Regions from separate parts of the Canis lupus genome. Here region 1 is linked to region 2. A link is a contact called in public Hi-C data. All regions are on one chromosome and are shown on one strand. Each heading gives the region's core, a stretch centred on a gene start, on an enhancer-like site or on the middle of the called end of the contact. The rest is flanking DNA. Distances are from core to core; before and after follow the strand shown.

Evidence for each region. Hi-C and Micro-C count contacts between places; a contact is called where the count stands out from the background.
Region 1: a contact with region 2 is called in a Hi-C map of blood, with 5 times the contacts expected there. The contact joins two enhancer-like sites. A contact is called at or near these places in 2 of 9 Hi-C or Micro-C datasets (both in blood).

What each region holds. Positions count from the first base shown.
Region 1 is chr17:54,961,670-54,968,130 of UU_Cfam_GSD_1.0, reverse strand. LOC119869821 (a long non-coding RNA gene) reads right to left here. Exons shown (of 3, transcript XR_005372638.1): 2 at 2,095-5,469; 3 at 771-1,041. Among named protein-coding and RNA genes, the nearest start is that of TTF2, 10 kb to the left of the region's middle. Within about 2 kb of position 1,545, at least 4 of the 20 cell types and tissues checked have an H3K27ac peak or open chromatin away from gene starts, as enhancers often do. A contact at or near this core is called in blood, where this site is marked.
Region 2 is chr17:54,677,615-54,684,182 of UU_Cfam_GSD_1.0, reverse strand. No RefSeq gene overlaps it. Among named protein-coding and RNA genes, the nearest start is that of CD2, 18 kb to the left of the region's middle. Within about 2 kb of position 5,037, at least 7 of the 20 cell types and tissues checked have an H3K27ac peak or open chromatin away from gene starts, as enhancers often do. A contact at or near this core is called in blood, where this site is marked.

The sequences.
Region 1 (6,461 bases), core at 296-2,795, 290 kb before region 2:
CCACTGAGCCACCCAGGTGCCCCACTCACTAACCTTTTAAAAACATGAATCAGATTCTGCTACTCTTTGCTGACAATGCTTTGGTGGCTCTCCACTGAACTTCGAGAAACGTTGAAATCCTCATCCTGGCTCATGCTGGGGAGGTGGGGGGCGGGGGGAGGCTGCCCATGTGACCTTGACCCTGTCTGGTTCTCTCTCTCACCTTCTGCACTGTCCTCCCCGCCCCTGTGTGCCCTCCATCCTGACCTGCTCTCCTTGCCTCACTGTGCTGGGCTTGTCTTCCCCTTAAGTCTATTGTTCACCTTGTACTTTCTGCCTGCCGTGTTTTCCTAGTTCTTTAAAAAGCCTCGCCCCTAGCTCTTGGGGTCTCAGCTGAAGTATCCCCTCAGTGAGAGTTTCCATGACTACTTAAAGAGATCCTTCCCTGCTCTTCTCTGCCTCAGCACCCTGTTTGCTTTCTGCATAACATGTCATTTGCGTGTTGCTGTTTCCTTGTTGATGGTCTGTCTCCCCCTCATAGATTATATGTGTAAGTGTCAAGAAAGCAGGGACTACAGGACCTAGAAACTTGCTCACCATGGTACGTAGAAATTCAATACATATCTGGTAAGTGAAATAAATGAAACCTCAGAGTGGAAGGGACCTAAAGGTACCTAGGGTGCCCACCCAGTCCCCTCCACATCATCCCTAACAGATTCAGCATAGGACTTTGGAGTCACAGCAAATTCTTTATTAGAGTAGCTCAAAATGGCAATTAATTCTAACGTATATTGAGGAGGAATATGCTTTTCTGTCTGAAATTTCCACTTCCTCGTAATCTGGAGTTCCGCATCATCCATTGAATTTTCTCTTCAATGTCACTTTCACATTTTTGAATACGGCTCTCTCATCCTCCCCACACCTGCTCGAATTCCCAGTCCTCGGGGAGTCTGCTCCAGCTGCTGCAATCATTTCTGTCCCCTCTGGACCCCCTCACCAGCACTTTCCAGTGAATGTTTGCTTAATTTGAGGCATCTCAACTGGAACTCAATATGAAGAATCCTGTGGGATAATTCTCTCCTTTATTTCGTATATGACCACTATACCCATGCAATATAAAGCAGCAAAAAAACCACTTCTCTCTCCTTGCTAACGAATATGTCATGCTAGTCATTCATATCAAGTGTACAACCAACCAGAACCGCTGCATTCATCTTTCACGCATGAACCTGCCTCTCCTTTACCTGATGCATCTAATTGCCCGAACTTAACTCTGGATTCTATCTTTCATCCTGTTGGCAGAGATCCATCATTCTAACCTGTCTAGATCTCTTTGAATCTTGTTCCTGTCAGCTGACCTATTAATGCTGTCTCCTGACTTCGGTGTCAACCAAACACTTGACAAGGCCTCTCCCTTTGACTCCCTCCCAGTAGCCAGGAGAAATGCGAAGCATTTCAGCACAACCTGGAGAGGCCTCCTGTGGGTAAACGTGGTGCCCAAGGTGTCATGATTCAGGGACGGCCCTCCGGGTCAGCCCCGAGGGCCACGTCACTCCTGGTTCCAGAGCCTTGCTACGGCTCACGTGTGCTCTGTACGTGTCCCTTGGTTTACCAGCCTGCAAAGCTGAGCGGAAGAGGAAGTGAGGTTAACCTGGGCGATTTGTTCTTGGTGAGCAGCACAGGAAGTGGCCTGGACGCTGCAGGGGGATGTGGTTCCTCAGGGCAAAGGCCCTCGCCTGGCGCCAGGCTAGTGATTCATTCAGTCACACCATCTCCTGTCTTGTCCACTTGCCTGGCAATGCCTGTCACCTCTCACTTTTTATCTAATCGGCCACCTCCTGCCCACTTCTCTCTCCAGCTTTGCGTGCATTTGGATGAAGGCTGGCGGATTCTGGGTGAGGGATTTGCCAGGGTCGGACAATGAGAAGAAGCAGAGTTAATAACTCTTTTGATGAAGATCTGAGGCAGCCTTCCTGGGTAGCCCAGGGCATCCCCTTCAAAAGATGGAGCTCTTCCCAGCTCTTTACTTCTCCTTTAGAGCTTCCCCACCCTCTGTTTCCTGGACCACTTTCACCTCACTCAGCAGAAGTCCTCCACACAGCAGACAGAGCTTACCGTCCTCCATGGTAGCCGGGAGACAGAGAGGCCTGGCCTCAGGGCTCAGGGCCCGGCTGCCTCTCCCGGCATCTGGAAGTTCCTTTCCTCTAAGCAGGCAGCCTCTTCCTTCTCCGGGTCAGCAGGTTCCTTCAGACACTGCTGGTGCCTGGTGCTGGGGATAGGACTTCCGCACCTGGGCCCATGAGAAAAGCTTGGGTGGAGCCTGGGCTGTGAGGGTCTTCTTTCTGTGGTTTGTTGACTTTTATTTCTGCTTTCTCACTCATATGCTAATTGCCTGATTCTTCCCTCCCAGTTCCTCTTTTTCTCCCACTTTCCCCACTACCCCTCTCGCCAACCCTCAACATATCTCTGTCAGTCCAAGGGAGACCAAAACAGTGTTAAGGAGGGCTGTGGAAGAGGACTCACCCAGGTTCTTTTATGCCCTTTCCAGTCTCACACTTTTTTTCAGGGTGATACAATTCCTGCCACTTTCCTAATTTCCTCTGTCTGATAGAAGAAGAGCTGGAGCGTGGCTAAGTGGTAGGTAAAGAAATTCTGCCCACTTGAGTGGCTTTGCTGTTAAGCTGTATGCCCTGCCCGGGTGTGTGCATGCACAATAAGAAATATCAAATAACTTACTCCATCTGAACCATGCTAACAGGCATGAAGAACACAGGTAGGGAGCAAACCACAGTTCAAGTCATGAATTATGCTATGAATTCTTCTATGGACTGAATTGCGTCTCCCCAAATTCATGTGATGAAGCTCTACTTCCCAATGTGATGGTATCTGGAGGTGGGGGCCATTATCTGGAGATAATTAGGTTAAATAATGTCCTGAGGATGAAGCCCTCATGACAGGATTAGTGCCCTTATGATAGCAGAGAGACTCTTCCTCTGTATGAGTGTGTTTCTCTGTGTGTGTGTCATATGAGGACGTAGCGAGAAGTTGTCAGTCTACAAGCTGGGAAGAGGGCCCTTGCCAGTTGCCTGGCATCTGATTTGGGACTTTCAGTCTCCAGAACCGTGAGAAACTAAAGTTCTGTTGTTTGAACCACCCAGTTGATGTATTTTGTTATGGCAGCCTGTGCTGACTAAAACAAATTCCGAAGCTAATTATTTGCTATCTACCATAACATTTGTTTTCCAAATGTGCCATTTGCACTCGAATCTACATGCAAATTGAATTAGCTAATTAATACAGGTATAAAGTACCTCAGGATAGGAGTCTCTGGTGACTTCATTCCCCACTAATTCTCATATATTTATATATCTTCACTTGGAACTCCTGAATTAAAGTACCATGGCTCTTCATTTAACTATAAAGCACTTAGACAATTTTGTCCAAATGTTCCTCTGTCCACGTTGCCTTGGATGAGGACTCTTCCCTGCAACTTCATACTTACCCTTCTGTAAATTAGGCTTTTGGTCTGTGGACCCAAACAATGATCCCGTTTTGTAGCAAAGCCATTGCTGGTATTTCATGTCCATACTCTGTTCTGTCCACTATTAATGTTAAGAACTAGAACACAAAATGCAGGTGTCTGGTTTTCTTTCCAGAAGTAAAAAGGATTAAAATGTCCAGCTTATCAAGGATGATAATGACCACAACCTAACATTCATGAATTCTAACTCCTGTACGTGCATATCTCATTTAACCCTTCCAACAGACTCCAGGAAGTAATGGACATCGCTTCCTTTTTAGGGACGAGGGAGATGGGGCAAAAGGAGATTAACTGGCAAAGATGACACAGCCAGTGATGGATGTCAGGATTTGCATGCAGGCAAGTCTAAATCTGAAGCTCACCTTCCTGACTATTAAGAAACCAGATGTATTTGTTGGGCATGCCACCTAAAAGGAGCAAAAAGTTGAAGTGGAGAAACCTAAGAGGAGATAGTTTAATGGTCTTGATTTTATTTTGCTGCCTCTTACTTTCCACAAGGGCTCATGTGCTGACGATTTCTTTTGTATGAAAGGATTACTAAATATCACAGTCCCCATTTAGCCTGCTATTGCCAGTTGGGAAGTCTCTTGGTTTACTGTGTTTGAATGCCCTCTACTTAAGACTACATGGATGCCTTCCCTAGGTCAAGAAAAGTTTCAAGCGAGGAATTTGAACCCGAGACTTGGATTTAAAAAAAAAAAAAAGCATGTGTGTGTGTTAGGACCTGCCGTTGGACAGAGCCAGTAGCCCTTCTTCAGTATCAAGGCTAAGTCCAGCTACTTCAGACTCCTGTAACACTGCCTCAGTTTTGCTTTAATAGTGGTGTTTTTTTGCACAGCATCCCAATTTGTCAGGTCTAGGACTACAAGGGATTTGGCCCATATAGAGTAATAAAGGCCTTTCTGACATCAGCGCCATCTTAATGGGGCTGGTCACACCTTGGGTTATTAAGAACAGAAGATCCTCAATTTTCTGCCACCAGCAGGGTGGTACAAATAGCTGCCACCAGACCATTAAACAATACAGAGATTTCCTAAAGACAGAGTCAAGAACTTGTAGCAATCGCCTTCACTTATGAGAGCCCATGACAAACATGCTCTCATGTGCTTATTTGAATGGCCTCATAAGGTAGCACAGAGCGGCCAGGCAATCAACATGCATTGGGTTGAATGGGTGGGAATCAGGACACAGAGTGCAAAGGGGTCCCCTGTTGTCCACTCCAAATTCATCTCCCCTTTTTAGAGCAAACTGGCACTTAGCTTGTGACAAAACAAGCACCTATGATTATTTTTTCTCCATGGCCCTCCCGTTCCACCTTGTGTGAACAGATCTCTGCTCAAAATGAAATGGTAGAGTCTTTATAACTAGAGGAACAATACAATAGAAAGACCCTTGCTTTTGGAGTTAATGCACTTGGGGTTAGATACTAGCTCTGACACTTACTGATCACGATACTTAAGACATGATACTTACCTGCTTTTTCCTGGTTTATGGTTTAATTTCAGCTTCAGAAGTTTGTCATAAAGATCCAGTCCTCCTAACTCATGATGGCTGTTCAACATAGTGAACATTAACTCATTTCTCCTTTCCTTTTAGAGGGGATGGATGATGTCCATTATATTTCTGCATTCCTAGCTCCTAGCATTCGTCTTGGCACATGCAGAATATCAGAAAATGTTTATCAAATAAATAAATCTTATATCCCTCTACATTAAAATCCCTCACTCTGCGTTGGTCATCTAGTTGGTTCTCAAACACGGTTTGAAAAAGAGATGCTGTTTTTCAAAACTCAGGTTTAGGTTATTCATACACAATACGTTATTTAAGTTATATATTATTATATTTGTGTTGTACATTTATTAAGTTATATGTTATCTATAGAAATTGCTCAATCTTAAGAAAACAGCTTCGTCGATATTTGCATAGGTATACACCTACAGCACCAGCACCTAGATAAAGATAAAAAAAATTTCGGTTGCCCCAGAAGGTTCTTCGTACTACTTTCCAGCCAATACTCCCCCTGCCAGAGGAAATGATTATTCTGACTTTTGTCACCATAGATTCGTTTTGCTGGTTCTTGGACTTCAAAGAAACCAAATCATATAGAGCATACCCTTTCATGTCTGGCTTTTTTCATGAAAAAAATGTTATGCTATTCATCTATGGTGTCATGTATGTCAGTAGCTTGTTCATTTTTATTACTGTGTAGTATTTCACAGTATACATAAACTCTGTATCCATTCACCTACAAATGGACAATAGGGTTGTTTCCAGGATTTAACAATGATGGATAAGGCTGTAAGTATTCTGGTATGTGTCTTTTGGTGAATATAGGTATTCATTTCTCTTGGGTAAATGCAAGGAGGGGAATTGCTAGGTCATAGGGCAGGTATATGTTTAACTTTCTCAAAAATTACCAAACTAAGGGTGCCTGGATGGCTCAGTGGTTGAGTGTCTGCCTTTGGCTCAGGTCGTGATTCCTGGGGTCCCAGGATCGAATCCTGCATCAGGTTCCCTCTGGGGGGGGGCTGCTTCTCCCTCTGCCTATGTCTCTGCCTCTCTCTCTCTGTGTCTCTCGTGAATAAATAAATAAAATCTTAAAAAGAACCTACCAAACTATTTTACAAAATAGTTGAACAGATTTAAACTGCCACCAATAATGTATTAAGTTGTGGTAACTCTACATTCTTATCTGCATTTGATATTTGATATTGTCTTTTACATTTTAATCATCATGATGATAGAGGGAGCTCATTGTTTTAATTTTCAGTTGGCCGACGAATGATCTTTTCAGAGCATCTTTTCAGATGCTGTGGCATAGAGCTGTGCTGTGAAATCTTGCTTCAAGAGAAACTTCTGCAGGAAACATAGCTGACTGACAGCTTCCAGCAGCTAGATCTTCATATCTGTCACCATGCTCATTGGTGTAGCTGAGGCTACA
Region 2 (6,568 bases), core at 3,788-6,287:
GTTTTCCTCTCTCTTGCTATTATCTCTCCTACCACATCAATTGTCTTCCTAATGAAGCCGCTCATTGTATCATATTCCGGGAGTGCATGTTCTTCTGCTCCTGTAGTGTCTCAGTTCCTACTGCATTAATTAACCACACTTCCTCTATTATTTCCCTCTTTTTTGTAGGGGACCCAAGCTATTTATCCTTATAATGTTGCATAATGCTTTGGGCAACGGATGTGTTTTCAGAATCACGGGCAAATCTAATCTTTTGTAAATTGAGTCTCTCCGGTGAGAAGTGCCTTCCAAATGCATCTCGAGTGTTGGTTGTTTCAAGGAGCTCTGTAGGAGGCAGCCGGACAGGACAGGAAACGGGGCCTTTGGAGCCAGACATCTCGGTCCACCTCCTATAAACTGTCACTTTGACTGAATGTGTCACCTGTTGAGCTTTGGTTTCTAATCTGTGAGATGGGAAGAATAACTCCGCCTTAAAACATAGAAAATAAACCAGGAAAGCAAAAATTCCTGTACCCTGGCAAATAGATGTGTCTTTGTCTCTTTAAAGTGAAGAATCCATTTTTATTTTTTTAATTTTTTAAAAGATTTTATTTATTTATTCATGAGAGACACAGAGAGAGGCAGAGACACAGGCAGAGGGAGAAGCAGGCTTCCTGCAAGGAGCCTGAGGTGGGACTCGATCCCGGATCCCGGGATCACGCCCTGGGCCAAAGGCAGACGCTCAACCTCTGAGCCACCTGGGTGTCCCAAGAATCCATTTTTAAAGTGAATGGTCTTTCAAAAATTTATTTCTCATGTTCAGATGTTTCTGATCACTCACTCTTAAAGCAGGATGCAGGCACGTATTGATTTTGCTCTCTGACTTTGGAAGCTTTCTACCAAACGTCCTCTTGAGTTCCTTACTCTTGTACCTCACCTTGTTCTGGGCACACCTCCTTACCTGGTCCAGAACAGAGGTTCACATCTGCAGTGCTACTGGCAGCCTTGCCACATTCCTGCTTTCGTTCACTGTGCACGGGTTCTTGAAACTCCCATTCCTGCCCTTCTCACCGTCACTCACATGTCTCTTCTGAATATCTTCACCTGCCCTCTTCCATGATATCTGGGTCTTTGTGGTTCTCCCAGAACTCTTCTCCAGAAGAGTAGAATTTTGCATGCACTCGAATCACCCTCCCTCCTACCTGACTTTGAGCTCCTTGGGAGAGCGTGTCTACAGGCCAAGCAAGTGCAAGAGCCAATGGCTAGTGACCCTCACTGAGAAGTTCTTTGGGCTTCCATTTGTCATCTGTAAAATGAGGAAATGCAATGGTATCAGTGGTTTCCAGGTCTGAGTTCCCAGTCCTTAAATACTCACAGTGGGGAAAATGAAGAAACAGAGTAAACAATACTTGGGTGTTTTTAAAAGTTTAAAAGAAAGTATACAGTTAAGGCTGCACTAGCTAAGGTAAACACTGTCTCCTTATCTGGCTGGAAGGATAGCAGTCCTGTGTGGTATCACAGGTAAAATCATGTTGCTCAGCATGTGCATCAGTCAGGATTCTTGATTGTAAAGAATAGAAACCAAGTCTGATTGACTTAAGCAAAAAATAAGCATGTCAGAAGAATGTCAGCTGGCTCCAGAAGAAAGAGAAAAGCAGGAGGGCCAGGCTCTGGAAATGGGCAGTAAGCAGAGAAAGCTGAGCCGTGGGGTGCTCAGTCAGGCTCACAGCACAGCAGCAGCCCGGTTAGAGGGCCGCTGGGCACTAGACACGGACGGAGCCCCTGGAACCACCATGTTAGAGCACAGAATGTTGCTGCCTGAGGAATGAATCCCAAACCATGGCTGGTGCCTGGCGCCCATCACTCTGGATGTAAAGTCCTGAGTCAGACTATCCAGTTAGTTCATCTTCAGCTTTCTGTGCTCACGTCCAGCATATGACAGGGACAGCGAGTATCAGGTCCTCGGAACCTCTATTGTGTTAGGAGAGTTCCCCAAATGTAGAAAGAGGATCAGCAGCTGGACAGCCTCCCCCCCCCCCCCCCACCCCGGGACAAATGTCCACTACGGTTGTTAAATGATTGTCATGATGAGTAAACCAATTATAACTGAATTGATGGTGGGGAGGGGGACCTTATTTTGAAACACAGGATCAGAAGGAGAAAAAATAGTAAACAGGCTTGATTAAAAAAAGGAGGGGGGGCACCTTGGTGGCTCAGGTGGTTAAGCGTCTGCCTTCGGCTCAGGTCATGATCCTGGGGTCCTGGGATAGAGCCCTGCATTGGGCTCCCTGCTCAGCGGGGAGCCTACTTCTCCCTCTGCCTCTGCCTGCCGCTCCCCCTGCTTAGGCTCTTGCTCTCTCTCTGTCAAATAAATATATAAAAACTTTAAAAAATAAATAAAAAAGAGATTGGCCAGAACAGATGATTTCTAATGTTGCAGTGAGTTTAGGTGCCCCCTGCAGGCGGAATGAGGAAACAAGGACTGAATTGATCTCCAGCTTTCTTTTCATCAAACATATGCCATAGAACCGAGGCTGGTAGATTTAATCACTGCTCAGGAATAATTAGTCACAGCTGATATTAGGTTCTGCCACATATAAGAAAATAAAAGGAATAATGGCATAAACAGAACCAAATTTTCTTTTTTAAGAAAGATTTTATTTATTTGATTGAGAGAGCAAGAGAGAGCATATGAAGGAGGAGTGGCAGGAGGAGAGGGAGGGAGAAGCAGGCTCTTCACCAAGCAGAGAGCCAGGCATGAGGCTCAATCCCAGGACCTGGAGATCATGACCTGAGCCAAAGGCAGACACTTAACTGACTAAGCCACCCTGGTGCCCCGATACAAAGTTTTCTTGTATATAAGAGAAATTTGGAGGTGAGCGGTCCCAGGCTGGTATGCTGGTTTTATAGTGTCCATGAACCCAGGCCTCTTCTATTTGTGCTCTTTCATCTTTAGCACTTCAGGGTTTTCATCCACAAGGACAGCTCCTCAAGGCTGCTGGAGCTCCAGCCATCATGCCTGGCCTTCCAGATAGAAAGTAGGAGGAAAGGTGAATGGGCAAAAGGCAAAAGGGCATTTACAAACTCTCTGATGACTCTGAAGGCTTCCTGAAAGTCGCAACTCACATATCTGCTCACATCTTATTGACTACCCCTAACTGCAGAACAGCCTGGGAACTTTTAGCTGGCCACACTGCCACCCAAAGATTGAGTGAGCAACTAGCAGTCTTTGCCTCCACAAAGATGATCAGCAGGAGTCAGAGTCTGGTTTGATGGCCTCTGGCTCTCCTTCTGCCCCCCTTCATCTCTCACTCCTAGTCAAATGCAATAGGGAATCACTTAACACCAGGGAAGACTCAGTGAGAGAAACCAGCACAAGTGCCCTAGCTGCAACCTCTCTGAAACATCTCGAAGATGCGTATGGGTCCTTTAAGGAGCTTCCCAGAGACCAACCAACACAGTAAGCAGGTACAGAGTGTTTACCTTCTGGCTGGCACCATGCCAGGTGCTTTATCTCCGTGCCTTCACCTCATTCTCAGAGCTACTCCATGAAGAGGCACAGTCGTTCCCAGCTTGCAAATGAGGAAGTCAAGGACGAGTGGCAGGAAGCATCTGGCCTGGTCACAGAAAGTGGGAAGCCAGCATCGAGACCTGGGTCTGACTCCTGAGCCCAAGCTCTTAACCAACACACTGCAGCCACTCTGTCCCATATAGTGCTCACTGGCTACCAGAGCTACATGTTTAGGTACAAGGTCACTAGAATAGAATGTGGTTTTTTGTTTTGTTTTTTTTTAAGATTTTATTTATCTATTTGAGAGAAGGAGAGAGGGCGCGTGTGCATGAGCAGAGGTGAAGGGCAATGGGAGAAGGAGATGCAGGCTCCCGGGACTCAATCCCAGGGCCCTATCCCAGGATCCTGAGCTGAAGGCCGTTGCTTAACAAACGGAGCCCCCCAGGTGTCCCTGCAGTGTGTGGTTTAATGGCCTAGCCGCACCGACTACATTTCAAGTGCTCAGTAGCCACACATCAGGGCCAGTGGCCAACCTCCTGAATAGTGAAGGTGCCGGATGTTTGCACCACCGCAGAAGGTTTGGTTGGGCAAGCTTGTGCCATACAAAGGGATCGTTTCTGGCTTCTGTCCCTCATCCCAAAGGAGGCAAGGAGATCTTCTCTTCCTTCTAAGATGCCAGAATCTTCCCCGTGTTGACCAATCCACACAAATGGTCTGACCTGATTAAGATCTATTCCCTAAACTATGGATTTTCCATCACTGTTTATAATGCTGTGGACTGTGAGTACCTGATTTTAGTTTTTCCTAATGAAGCTTGAGACAGGATGCTTGTACAAATACTTTGAATGAGACAAGAAACCCCTCGGGGGAAGCTTTTATAAAGAGATCCTTTAGCTTTCTGTGTTCTTTAGTTAAATATCTCTGCAATATAACCTATACAACTCGCAGTGCAAAGAAGTGGAAGAAACTCTAAGAAAGAAAATATCCAGAAAGTTGGGGAAACGGCAGGCTGCTCTATTTCTGTGGCTACAGGACTTGAACTTTGGGGCAGGGCAGCCACTGCAGGGGGTGAAGAGCCTGCTGGCCCTTAAGGCTGCTCCCTGGGGCTCCCAGCCCGCTCAGCGCTCAGCTCACAGGGGGGACCACTGGCTGCACTGGCCTGAGTTTCTCAACCCCCGGCTGCAGCCCCCTTGTCTTCTAATGCCTCCCCTTAGCTTTTACTCTGTCCTCTTCCTGTCTTGGCATGTGCCCAATGCGTTTCGGCTGAAACTTGCTCTTTTAAAAGGTTGCAGAGCTCTCGGCGACGCTGGGTTTTTAAGAGCACATTTGCATCTCTTCTCAGTTGCTGCCTTAATTACACATAATAAAGGTATTTAGTTATAGAAGAATAGCTGATGAGCCCAAACTATAATAAAAAAGGGGCTTGCCAAAAGCCATTTCCTTTGTCAAGAGAGAACTTGCTCAAAGGCAGTGGGAAGCCGTGATTCATTCTTACACCACAAGGGTTACTACGAGAAATTCAGCTCGTGGGGAGTGGCTGTCGCACAGACTCTCAGCAGTAACAGAGCTCTCAGTCATGTTCTGCTCCGCAACCAGGGCCACCGCCTCCACCAGGAGCGTATGACTAAAGGAGACCAATGCCCTGTGACGGGGATCCTGGGGGGTCTGCAAACTTCACCAGCTGATCGCCTGTTTTTGTAACTAAAGCTGTACTGGAACAAGGCCATGCTCATTCATTTCCATGTTGTTGATGGCTGCTTTCACCCTACAGGGCAGGGTTGAGTAGTAGCAGACACCACGTGGCCGGTAAAGCCTAAAAATACTCTCTGACCTCTTTCCCAGAGAGTAGATGAGAGCAGATGAGAGGTTGGAGTCCTATACTGGGTGGAGCTCTTTCTAGATAGATGGCTCTGCACTCACCCTGCCCTGGCGCCTGGTCCGGGGCGGCATCACCTCACCCCTGCGGCACTGCCCGCTTCTGCCCACCCATGTCCCCCCATCCTCTGCAGTCTCATCTCCACACTGCTGCCAGGGCACCTCTTCAAAGTGTAAGTCGTTTCATGCCACTGCCTTGCTCAAAACCCTCCGAGGGCTTCCATTCCATAGATAGTAAAACTATCTTATAATATTCTTAAAGTGACCTACAGGGCCCTACATCGACAGCCCGGCACCCATGCTATCACCTCTCCCACCTGTTCCCTTCACCTGGCTCCCTCTGCCCACTCACACCAGCCTCCTTACTTAGCCTCAAACTGCCAAGCACTGTACCCTTCATAGGCAAAGGTGGTGAGCTGGCCCCCCAGTATGCCCAACCGTAGCATGGCCTGGTTGCTGGGAGGCAGCGGCCCAGCCAGACCCCTGGCATTCAGGGGCAGCCTCCTGACCGGTTCCTACCTCTGGTGCATAACAGGAAGTGCAGGGAGTGGTGCTTGACACTTCCACCTGGAGGTACACGTCCTAAGAATCCTTTGTGCTTTCCCTACTCCCCAGCTACCCACTTCATGGGGAGGTCTTTGAGGTCTGTGGGAATGGGAAAGCCATAGGATAGAAGGCATGTGTGTCTCTGGACCCAGAGGAAGAATGCTGCTATCAACCAGCAGCATGACCCTGGACTGGAACATGAGCAAGAGATAGACATTTATTGCACCATAATTTTATTATGAAGTTGGGGGATTTGTTCGCCACCACAGTTAGCATTACCCGACTGGAGGGCCTTTGCATTGGCTGTTCCCCAAACAACTGCACGATTTTTCACTTCCTTCAGCTCTCTGTTCAAAGGCCATCTCATCTGAGAGGTTTTCTCAGGCATCCCTAAGTAGAAGAGCAAATCACCTGCTACCCCAGCTCCATCTGCCCTATACAGTTTTATCTTTCTCCACAACACCCACCATCACCTGACATAGCCTTTCTTTCCTAGCTCATTGTTCAGTGCCTGACTCGTTTGCCATCTTTCTTACTACACTGGAATGTGAGATCCCATGCAGTCAGCGCAGTGTCTGCCAAGTGTAAATGTTGAATGAATGAATGAATGAATGAATGAATGAACAGATCAACAAGCCCAAGGGTCTTTAAGTAAAG